Regions from separate parts of the Mus musculus genome. Here region 2 is linked to region 1. The links are chromatin contacts, called in public HiChIP or PLAC-seq maps. All regions are on one chromosome and are shown on one strand. Each heading gives the region's core, a stretch centred on a gene start, on an enhancer-like site or on the middle of the called end of the contact. The rest is flanking DNA. Distances are from core to core; before and after follow the strand shown. Region 1 overlaps Gm30275 (a long non-coding RNA gene). Region 2 has its middle 27 kb from the start of Dad1.

Region 1 (5,405 bases), core at 2,662-5,161:
CAGAGATTCCAAAAACAGTGCAGTCTTCGGTCTTTCTTTTGGGGCAGTATTTCCCAGTCTTTGAAAATACTGCTACAGTTGCTCTGGTCTTTAGTTTATAAGCTCCTTTAAAATGTAATAGTTCCTTGTTTCCCCACAAGTGTGAGAAAAGTTAAAAGCTTTCCTTATTAACAAAATTATTTGTTTTTATGTGTATGAGTTTGTCTGTGTGTATGTATACATACCACATATGGGCAGTGCCTGCTGAAGCCAGGAGAGGCATCACATTATCTGGAGCTGGAGTTACAGATGATTTTAAGTTGCCTTTAGCTTCTGGGAACTGAACCCAGATCCTTTGCAAGAGCAGCAAGCGTTCTTAACCACTGAGCCGTCTTTGTACTCACTCCCAATATTTTATTATTTGCTTGGTTTTTATTGGTCAAGTATTAGTGTAAGTCAGTTTCCAGACCCTTCTTGAAGTTGAGTTTTAATGTGAATAAATTGAAAATACACAAGGCATATGGTGGGGTGTGGGGAGAGGCCCAGAAAAAGGACACAGTAAGAAAAGGAGGAACCACAGATGACAAGCTTTATAGCGCACAGGCACCAGACACTGCTGGCCTCTCCTATCTGCTGCTAATCCTTAGATGATTTGTATCACAGTTAAGCATTCTACTCCATCACAGTTATTCTCTCCCTCTCTTCTTCCTTCCTTTCCTGCCTTCCTCGGAGGGCAGTAGCACTCTTGGAATTCTATGGGTTTTTTTCCTCAAAGCCCATAAGAAATTATACATTGTAACATGGACCTTGACATTTTCTGGGGAGGTCAGATTGTTGTTAACTCAAATGATAAATACTCTGAACAATAGCATTTCCTGGTTATATTTTTTTCTCCCTTTGTACTTTGTCCCTTTCCTCTTTATTGTCTTTATTTTTACTCAGTAGATGGGACAATGAGAACTATATTTTTTGTGTATGGGGGTGCAGGGGAGGCATATTTTAAAAGATGTACTGAAAGCCAGGGTGTAGTTCCTTCTGGACAACTGGAAGTCAAAGTCACCCTCACAAGACCTGTCACATGCAGAAGGTATTACTTTGATCACCAGAATCCCCATCTTCATTATTCTGTATCCAGAGGGACAAAATCCTGGTGCTCGTGGCCTTGAATGGCCATCTAGTGTACAGCCGCTATATGGGCCTCAAAAATCAAGGGGGCAATATTGGTGACATAGGGGCATTATGTCAGGATAGATTTGCAGATTTCCAAGCAGTTCAAGTAAAAGTATCATACCGACTTTCCAGTAACTTTCTCATCTCTGTCTAATCCTTCTTAAGTCTCCGAATTTTTTCAAGCGTCTTAATTCCCACCAGAATGAATTAAACATCAGGAGAAAGTCTACTAGGCCCCCCTCTCCCTCTCTCTCCGAGCAGGTATTAAATGATTGAAGGGACTATAATTATGAGAATTTCTGGGACGCTGCTTCTCATGCCCGTCTCTGTAGATGCTTCTTGGGTAGTTGGTGGTTATGGCTCACATCTGTTGTTGACTGGCTCGATGCCAGCAGCTCTGGTTCTCTGAACTAGAAAGGAACTCAAATGTGGGGTTTTAGAGGTATGGAGAACCACAGGATGTGAACATCCTTGGGCCTCTGGTGCCTCATAAGGAAGCTGCATCTGCCGGATTAAGGAGCTAGAGAGAAGGCCAAGTCAGCAGCCGATGTGAGCCATTTCCCAGCACTCAGGCCCCATGTGTCCCACCACCTTCCACTTCTCTTGGAACACAGACTTTCCCAGGTCTGACTAGTGGATTTAGGGTGAATGGCATTCACAATGCTGAACAAGGAGAGCCTTCTTCCAGATGTGATGGATACCAGATGGCTTGGGGTGTGGAGGTTGAAGACTATGGCAGAACTATCCTCAGCCCTGCTGGCAAGCAATCTTGAGAGAAAGAGAGAAAGTGAGAGTAGAAAAAAAGCTTTCTTTTCTTCAAGTTTTCCTTATGATGTTTTTAGTATGCTTTGGTCTCAAAGCATTTTCCCTCTGTGTCAATCTGCGCTGACAGATGAGTTGATTAGAACACAGAGGAGAGAATCTCAATTTTCATCACCATCTTTCAAAAATAATGTACAGGAACTGCAATAAATACATCTAGCTGGAAATATAGGGTGTTTAAAGATCTGTTTTGTATGGTATTCTTGGACTCTCTATATTAGAAATAAATATTTTTCTCTGTGTCAGATTTACTTATTTTACACTTGGTCTGCATATCAACACAGGCTGGTGCTGGCTTATTATACTAGGTTATTATCAACCAGACCAGACCTTCTATCAATACACTGAAGAGGACCAGTGGTGTTAGAAAAGCAAACATGGGGTAGGAAATTGGAGCCATCTAAAGTGTCAGTGTTTCTTTTGTCACTGAAGGCCTGTGATCTGCCTGTCTTCCTAAAGCCCCTAGAACAAGTACAGTAACTCTTTGCTCTGGAGTGTGGCAGAAACCGTACAAGTTAAGATTCGACCATGATCCTAACAGTAGAGTTAGCTCAATGACCCAACTTTCTCTAAAGACACATTATAGTGATGGTAGCCAGACCTGTGAATTGTTAGCACTTCCAAGGATTATAAGGTTGATGGAGTTCAAGCCAGGGCTGTGCTGTGGTCAAGTCACTGATGTGAAGGGGTGGATGTTAACTTTCAGCCTATGAGATGGAATGGACCTGAAAGATATCTCCCTTGAACCCCAGAGCAATGAACCTTTAACCAAACCAAAGCAAACCAAAAATCCCAGAAGTAAGAAGGGAAGAAGAAACTGTTTTGCAAATAATCTGAGATGATCATTGTTGTAAGACTGGGAGGCAGAACTGAGATGTGGAAAATGTGAAGGATGGACATATTTGAGTAGAGTTTACTCAAGGGCTTAAATGTAAAAGGTAAAGGCAATGGAACACACACACACACACAAACACACACACACGAGAGAGAGAGAGAGAGAGAGGGGGGGGGGGCAGAGAGACAGAGAGAATAAATTCCGAAGGAGACACCAAAGAATGACTTGATTTGGAACAATAGTATACAGAGAATTTTCTTACTAGTGTTCTATCATGAGTGGGTTTTGGTTGCCTAGAGTAATAACAGAGACACTAAAGAAGAAATCTCCCCACAGAGACTTCTAAAGAGCTTGGGAAAGTTAACTTATAATGGAATGGCCCTATAATGGAACTGAGAATTCATAAGAAGGTCCTGATGGGAGTTATCTTCAGAAGCAAAGTTCTAAGAAATACAAATAGGTCATAGCATTTGCAGAAAAAGTGAGAATTTTATGCTTAATACATGCTCATACTTAATATAGTTTGGGATGTGTAAATTAGCACTGGAATATTAGTGAGTTCTCTGTTCCACTGAAAGGCTGGGTCTCGATGCCTGTGTGTTCAATCAGGAGACATGGGAGTATGCTTCAGGTCATTGGCTATTTAGTGGAACTTCAGGCTCAGTGTCACTGTGAGGTGTCCTGTGTTTTCAGACCTCTGTTTTGAGGGCTGTGCAGGCCTGTTACTGTACCTATACACTTTGCTTTCTTTATACTCCATACAAGTACAAGACCTCATTGTGGTGATACAGATAATATATTGCCATCCCAGTCTCAGACTCAATCAATATCAGTACCTCAAGTAGTTTATAAGATTGAAATTTGAGGTCATAATACATGAATATACACTTTCTGGTTTTACTTACTGTTCTCCAATGTAGCCAGATAATGCTCTGTCTGGTTACTTGGCAACCAGCTGTATATTAGATCCTTTCAGGGACATTGCAAAAATGCTTCTTTAGAAGACTCGGGGAAAAGGTAAGACTAAAGACAGAGCACAGCCTGGAGCTCCAGCTGCTGACTGGGGCAGAGAAGAGGGAATAACAGCTGAGAAATATGAGGTCTTTGGCCCCTTTCCCAGAATTGCCAGGCTAAGACCTTGGCAGGGACTCAACAGGAAGCTGAACCCTATTTGCATATCCTTTTATACTTGGGAGATTAAAAGCTTCAACCTTGAGCGATCACAGTTTTTGAGAATCATGACAAGGCAGTAAAGTAGAGGTGGGGTGTCCCGAGGGAAGTGAGCAGGAAGCCTCCCGGGGTAGGTGTGAGACTGACAACGACTTTCAATTGCCTTTGATTGATGATAAGTGTCTTTCATTTAGTTCTTTTTCAAAAATATTCTTATTGGGTCACACAAAGGAATCAGCAGGGCAGGGATCTTTGCTTCCCCAAATCTTGGGAATCTGTCTAAGTCAACCCCTTTGTTCCATAAGCTAAATCTTCTTTCTGTGCAGCCGCTGACATCGATTATCACTGAAGGAGTCCTGGAGATAACCAACTATCAACTCAATTGTGCAGATGCCATCAGAGGCTCAAAGAGCTCAACTGACTTATCCAAAGTCACACACAAAGTTCAAAGTGAGTTCTGACTCCCCCGTGAGCTTTTAGCTCTCCTTTAGCAGGTGGAAATTTCCTCAGGTCTCAAGTGACTTCTCTCAGACCCATGATTTGGCAGAACTGCTCTTCGATATTGTCTCCCATCAAAGCATGCTTTTCTCTGGCAAGACAGTGACTCTGATTCCCTGGCTTTTCCCCCAGTTTTCCTGGACCTGTTCCCTGTGGTTCCTTAATGGAAGAATGAACTTATTTATCCCTGAGATTCATTTAGGAGAACTTGGCTTTCTTGACAAAGTAGTAGTATAAAGAGAACTGGGCTTTCTTGGCAAAGTAGTAGTATAAAAACTAACCTTCTGTAGACAACATGGACAGTACAAGGATAAGTGAATACTACCCTTCATATTAGTAATTAACATAATAGTTTTCAAGGACAGGAAAAGCTCTATTCTTAAAAGGGCACATTAACTATGACCTGGGATGAGGGGGTCCCTGCAGGTGTCACAGGAGCAGGGAAACAACCCTCAAAGAGAAGAATGAAGACTCAGTTCACCCTGACCTAGGCCGGATCAAACTTCTAGAAAGTCTAACAGCAGGCATTCTATTGCCAGTATATTTAAACACAGTACAATTTGGGATAAAATTTCCAGGAAACAGATTACCGGGTAGCAATCATTCCAATTCCAGGCGCACAAAAAAGCTTAAGGCATGATTACACAGAAATTCCCGCTCAAAGTACATGTAACCACGAAGGTGGGTTTTATAGCTAACAGACTAGAATCTAGCATGGTCTCTGACCTAGATAGCATAGAGGTCAGGAGACCATAGGTAGATGTGATATCTTTCCTAAGGATAGGTTTTATTACCTGGGAGCTAAAGACAAAGGTCTGGGGGTGGTGGTGCAGAGTCTGGGATAATCATTCTGGGGCATTTGGGTGAGGTCTGGTTCCACAAATAGCAAAAGGTCACCAGGTCATTAACAAGACCCACTCTCATTCTGGGT
Region 2 (5,871 bases), core at 1,090-3,589, 120 kb before region 1:
AGACCAGTTGCTCCCACAACCTAAACCATGTTATTTGATCCACTTCACTCTCAAGTTCTGCCAGTCCCATCTTACGTCTGTCTGTGCTTCTTCCATCTGGTGTTTTCTTTATTTTTCCTTGGTTGATAAATTTAATGTGGATGTTTCAGAGAATGGAAGGAACTGGATGGTTTCAAAGTGGATTTCAGGAGGGCTTCAAAACTGGAATCCTGTGGCCTCTCTTTTTGTTTTTGTTTATTTCTGTTTATTTATTTATTTTGGAGACAGGGTTTTTCTGTGTAGCCCTGGCTGTCCTGGAACTCACTCTGTAGACTAGGCTGGCCTTGAACTCAGAAATCAGACTGCCTCTGCCTCCCAAGTACTGGGATTAAAGGCGTGCGCCACCACTGCCCAGCCCTGTGGACTCTGGAAGGGTGGTATGCTCACATTTCCAGGACAAACACACCCTAGGATATTGTAGGACACACTGGCTGGAGGAGGAATGCTTCTCAGAAAACCTGCCTTGAGGGGAGGTGCCTGGAGCGATTGTATCCTGCTACTACTGGCTCAAGGAATCCTACAATCAGGGAAGCCCCTGGGGTGCCAGAGAGGAGGGAAAAAAATGTGTCTCCTCACAGGTGATACAGTGAGAAGCATCAGGGGGGCCATGGGATACCGTGGGGTCCTGTGGTCCTGAAAAAACTGTGACCTTGCAAAAGCTGGAAGTCATGGAAGGAGTAACAGATGTGCGTGATAGAAGCTACTGGGGCCACAGTCACGGGCGAGGTGGGGGACCGCTGCTGAGCGGGGGACCTGGCGGGCCCCAAGCCTATGTGAGCGCCGGCATCCTCACGCAGCAGGCTGCTTTTATCGCAGCATGGGTGCATCCGAGCAAGCGCGCAGGATTATGGTCCATCCTTTCGCTCGTGCTGCCATCCCACTGCTTTGTGTCTGCCTGGGGATTTCGGTTCGCGAAGCATTAGCATACCATTATCTCCTCAGACAACAGGGAGAGAAGGTGGGCATGCATTCCGGTCTCCGTGTGAATAATGGAAAATGGAGAGAGACAGGGGAAAGTTAAATGTGCCACGAAGGACACTGAAGCTTACAGACCCTGCTTTGCCTGACCCCTGCCTGCCTGAGGACTGCCAGGAAGATATTAACAGAGGCCATAAAATTACAGCCATTACGTCTGTCTCCCATGCTCACACAGTGCCCGGACTGTCTGTGCCTTGACTTTAGGCAATCTTGAGTTTAATTTACACACACTGAGGTGCAGCAAACCCAGGCTTTCCAGCTGGATGCATTTTGACAGGCATCTACCCCGATGTGCCCATCATCCAGGTTCAGATCAACCGCCCCGAATTCCAAACCCTTGTTCTCCTTTCCCATCAGTCCTTTCTCCCTAGAGACACCTAGCATGTGAGTACCTGTTATGGGCGACCCCTTTGGCCATTTCTTAAACTTTAGTTGTATGGAGTCAGAGTCCCTGAAACCTGACACAGTGTCTGCCCTTTAACAGGTATCCCGCTGGAAGAAAGCCTTCGTTTCTAAACTACCTGAGAGAATGTTGGTACAAAGAGGAGAACTGAGGCTGCGGGTTTACAGGCTACAGAGTGAAGTCATGGATCCTGGGCCTGCCGGGCCCCATATTCCATCTCCTGGCTTCCAACAGGGTAGTTTCTTTCTGGGTTTCTCTTGTAGCTAGGTCTCCTAAACCTGGGTAGGCAGTGCCCCCTGCTGCCTGAAGGCCTGACCCTAGACTCTTTGCAGGCAGAGAGGATCACACAAGTCTGGAGTCCAGTGACTGGCACAGGGCAGGACCCTGTGAAACAGAAGCCACTTGTCATTTTATTTTCCTTTGGAAAGAGTTTTTCCGTAGGATGCAGGGATTTTCTTTATCCCGAATAAACACGCCGAGGGAGAAAGCCTTTTGGTGGAGTACTGCTGCCCCCGTGTGGCTACCTTAAGACACTACAACAGAGTGGGACTCCCAAGACGAAAGTTTTTCAGGTTTCAGGTTCTGCGACTTCCTAGGACCCTGAGAGACAGATGTCCACTAGGGTTATCTCTTGACACTTAAATTTCCTCCTGGAGTGGAAATGAGAGCGAATGGGGCTTCTTGTGGAAGGTATCTGTTGGGGAACGAGCCTTAGCTGTGTGTGTAGGCAGCTGCCTCTTTCACAACCTGTCCAGCACAAGCTGGACTGGACATAGACTTTCTCCCTTGAACTAAGTATATAGACTTGTCTAATTTGAGGGCAATAGAGGTCAGGGGAGGGGGACTTCTTGGGAGTGGAGCCGCAGTGCCTCCCCAGCCGGCTGCTGTGAATGGGTGTTACCACCAAGACCTGCAAGCCCCACCCAATGTGCTCTCCGTGGCCTTCTTTTCTGCACCTGTGGTTGGGCTGCGGTGTAACGGCCCAGCCTACCTCTTCTGGGCACGTGGCCCGGAGAGATCTTATCTCTAACTCTGTATTTTTAACTCCTCTTTCCAGAGGATGTGGCTTCTGCGGGAGAGCTTCAAAGGGGGACCTGTTTGCCCATGTCAGCAGCCGTGACGTCATGGAAGTGGGAGGCTGTTCAGACCCAAACACCTGGAGGGAAGTGGGAAACTTTTTCCATTTCCTGTTCTACTTCTGGCTATTGATTCACTATCTGACCAGCTTACCCATTTCAGGGTGCAGCTGTCTGTGTGATTCTTGGAGGAAATCCTATGCCTTGTGTGTCTGTATGAAAGGAGACAGCTGTGTTACCCATGTGGCTTTTACCCAAAGCAGGGCTGGCGATCCTTCAGACTGCCCCCCACCCCACCCCACCCCCACCCGTAGCCAGTACATGCAAGAGTTACAGTATTTGACAGGTCTCTCACACTCACCTCTGGGAAATATCCCTCGGGGACCCAGACTTCAATCTTGTCCAGGGCGGGGTGGGCTGGATATAGACTTCCTGCTTTGTAAACCGGAAGCCCTTCTTCCCACATGTTGCTCGAGGAACTAGGTTTCAGTGGGTTTGTGTGGGTCACTGGGGAAACTGAAATGGACATTAAGTGACCTTTGGCCCTGGATGCTGGTTCTCATGTAGGACCAGAGTCTTTAGACTTTTAGAAGCCAGTGTTTCCTGGTAACTGTCCTGCAGGATTCAGTCAACAGTCATGAAGCTAATGTGAGTCTGAACTCTTCAAGGGCGCACCACTCAAGCTCTGATTATTCTAATAGTTTTTGCCAAGCTACTCTATTCCTTGCAAAACCGAGACAGTGGCTCACCTGGCCTCTGTTAACGCCACTACGTTCCCTCTCCAGCTCAGGTCCCTCCCAGTGACTGTGTTGACCGTCATGATGTCATCTGTTGGTATCTGTTGGGTGCAAGGTACTGCACTAGGTATGGAGGAGCTACTGGTGAGCAAGGTATTCCTCCTATCCGAAGGGTCATCTATAGTCCCTTGCCAACATGTCACCTGGTAATAAAACACTATTAGATTTGATATTAGACATGAGCTTTGGGAGTTGGATTTTATGGTATACCCCAAACAAAAATGAGACAAAACTAAACCCTTGAAGCCTCAGGGGGTGGCCTGAGTGGTCAGAGCACACACCTGTCCAGCCTGCCTGTTTCTGGACTGAACTGTGACTCCAGCTGCACCGGACAACGTTGCAGAACACTTTCCACAGTTCTAGCCTTGGAACGTGAAGGGTCCGTTTTTTTTTCTGCCTTCAGAGCTGGCCTGCAGAAAACCCCTTAGGGAGTAAGGGCATTTATCTAGACTCTAGAGATACCCATTTTACAGCTGGCCCTGGCAAGGAGTTTGCTGGGCTATGGGTGCCTTCTCTTCGGGAGTTGGTCCAGACTGGTCTGGGAGCAGTGGCAGCCTTGTGACCATTGTCATGTCTTCAGGTTTCCTCAGTAGCCTCTTCCAGACTAAGCAGTGAGAGACCCAGAGTCCGACGTCGAAGAGTCTCTGCCTGTTCCCCACACTTGTTCAGCTCCTGTGGAGATTTAGCCTCAGCTGTGGGAGAAAGTTCTTGTTCTGATTGGATGGCGATGAAGTTGACTTTGATCTATCAGTGGCCTCCTGTCTGCCTTGTCCCGGCCTCGCTTGAGTTGGGGCTGGAAGCTATCTATATTCACTTCACCGCTGTGGGAGGCCCTTCAAATCCCTGCCACGTCACCTCACTCTGGTCCTCAGGTGACGTTAGGGTTCTTGTGACCTCTGGATGTTGCTCTCTGGGGACACTGGGCTAGCATGGTTCAACCGAGGCTGGGCCTCTTTCACGTTTAGTGAGGAGGTCTGTCTTTGATTCCTATACTGCCTTCTAGGCTTCTTACTCTGTTCCATTCCCACAAGGTCCCCCTTCAGCCTCTGCATTATGGCAGCCAGTTTTTAGGAGCCCGGCATCTCCTCAGCCACCCACGCTTTCTTTGCCTGGATTTTTTTTTTTTTTTTTTAATAGAACAAAGTGAATTACCACTTTAGGAGCAAGGAAAAAAAAAAAAAGACAAACTAATTTGCCCTAAGTTCTTAATGGTTGATAAAGGCTTGCTGCACTAACCTTCCCATGGGCACTTTCATCTAATACAGGGAAGAGAATGGTTTAATTAAAAGAAATCCCCAGTGGTAGTCTTTGGCATCGTGTCAGACACTCGAGGAGGGGCGTGGGATTGAGGCTCTTCGCCCCTCCTCCCCTGTGTGTGTGTGAGGGTGGCCCTGTCATGGTGGTGTTTCCTGAGGCCGTCCCCGTCACTGGTCTCAGAAGGCTTCATTGTGGGCTAGAGATGAGGCAGTTTAGAAATGACGGGGTTCTGCGGTCACTCTAATCAGGGGTGGCCGGGAGAGGGAACATGGGTTTTTGCTGTAGTCTCCAGTCGAAACTGACATTTCATGGCTGGTGACCCTGAAGCTCACAGGAGGGAGGGACATGCCCTCGATCACACTCGAAAGCTGGTCAGCCCCATCTCTATGAGAAGAAGCAGGCCTGGGAGTCACAGCTGGGAGGATTAGCATATTTCTGGCTAGTGTGGTCATAGACACACAGTTGAACCAGGGAAAAGCTGGGTGGTGGCAGTGGGTGGGGGTGGGGGAGTCCTGGGAACTAGTAAGTACTCCCGTTTGGTGTGAGCAGTTGGTCTCTGAAGTGTGTTTCCATCAGAATCCCTGCCTGCCCTTGGGGAAAGGAGACTGATAGGAGAGGCTCCCTCTCTGCCAAGAACAGTGGGCTGTGAAGGCAGAGACTCTCATGGCTAGGAAGAGCTGAGAATGCCTGCTGTCCTTGGCCAAGTCCCAGACAGTAGATTTGTAAGGCAGAACACAGGTTCAGTAGCAAGGCAGTCTGATGGGAGAGCAAGGGTGTCCCTGGAGGGCAGGAGCCAGTGGGTGAGAACCTGGAGGACATTCCTCATCCTTGACTGGTAAAGTTCAGCTACAGGTCAGAGCCTGCCCATCAGCCCCCTGCGGTCAGCCTCTTAATGGGTGCGGCATGAGCGGGGACTCTCCCCTGTAAAAGGAGCTTCCTGGCCCTTGGTACAGCTTGCTTAGTGGAATCCCCCCACACCCCCCCCAAGACAGGGTTTCTCTGTGTAGCCCTGGCTGACCTGGAACTCATTCTGTAGACCAGGCTGGCCTCGAACTCAGAAATCCACCTGCCTCTGCCTCTCAAGTGCTGGGATTAAAGGTGTGCGCCCATCACTCGCCCGGCCACTTAGTGGAATTTTTAAGAGGTCATTCCAAGAGGTTGAATGGAGAGGGTTTGTTGAGGTAACTGGGCAGGTGTGATAGGCACGTACTTCGGTTTCTCTCTGCATGTAAATGCCCCCACCCAAACACAGTCAAATAAGATCACAGTTTTGGTTTTTCTGAATCACCTTTAATGATGTCATGGACAGCAGAATAATATA

Evidence for each region. HiChIP or PLAC-seq counts read pairs in DNA pulled down with a chosen protein or histone mark.
Region 2: a contact with region 1 is called in a FOXA1 HiChIP or PLAC-seq map of pancreatic cancer cells. The contact joins two enhancer-like sites. A contact is called at or near these places in 5 of 484 Hi-C or Micro-C datasets (LSK cells, myocytes, pancreatic cancer cells and 2 more) and 3 of 115 datasets of contacts at active chromatin or transcription factors (embryonic stem cells, extraembryonic endoderm stem cells and pancreatic cancer cells).

The regions. Positions count from the first base shown.
Region 1 is chr14:54,107,442-54,112,846 of GRCm38.p6, reverse strand. It overlaps Gm30275 (a long non-coding RNA gene), which reads left to right. Exons shown (of 4, transcript XR_003951148.1): 3 at 4,303-4,426. It also overlaps Tcra and Tcrd. Among named protein-coding and RNA genes, the nearest start is that of Gm30275, 16 kb to the left of the region's middle. Within about 2 kb of position 3,911, at least 103 of the 459 cell types and tissues checked have an H3K27ac peak or open chromatin away from gene starts, as enhancers often do. A contact at or near this core is called in pancreatic cancer cells, where this site is marked.
Region 2 is chr14:54,224,154-54,230,024 of GRCm38.p6, reverse strand. It overlaps Tcra and Trac. Among named protein-coding and RNA genes, the nearest start is that of Dad1, 27 kb to the left of the region's middle. Within about 2 kb of position 2,339, at least 240 of the 459 cell types and tissues checked have an H3K27ac peak or open chromatin away from gene starts, as enhancers often do. A contact at or near this core is called in pancreatic cancer cells, where this site is marked.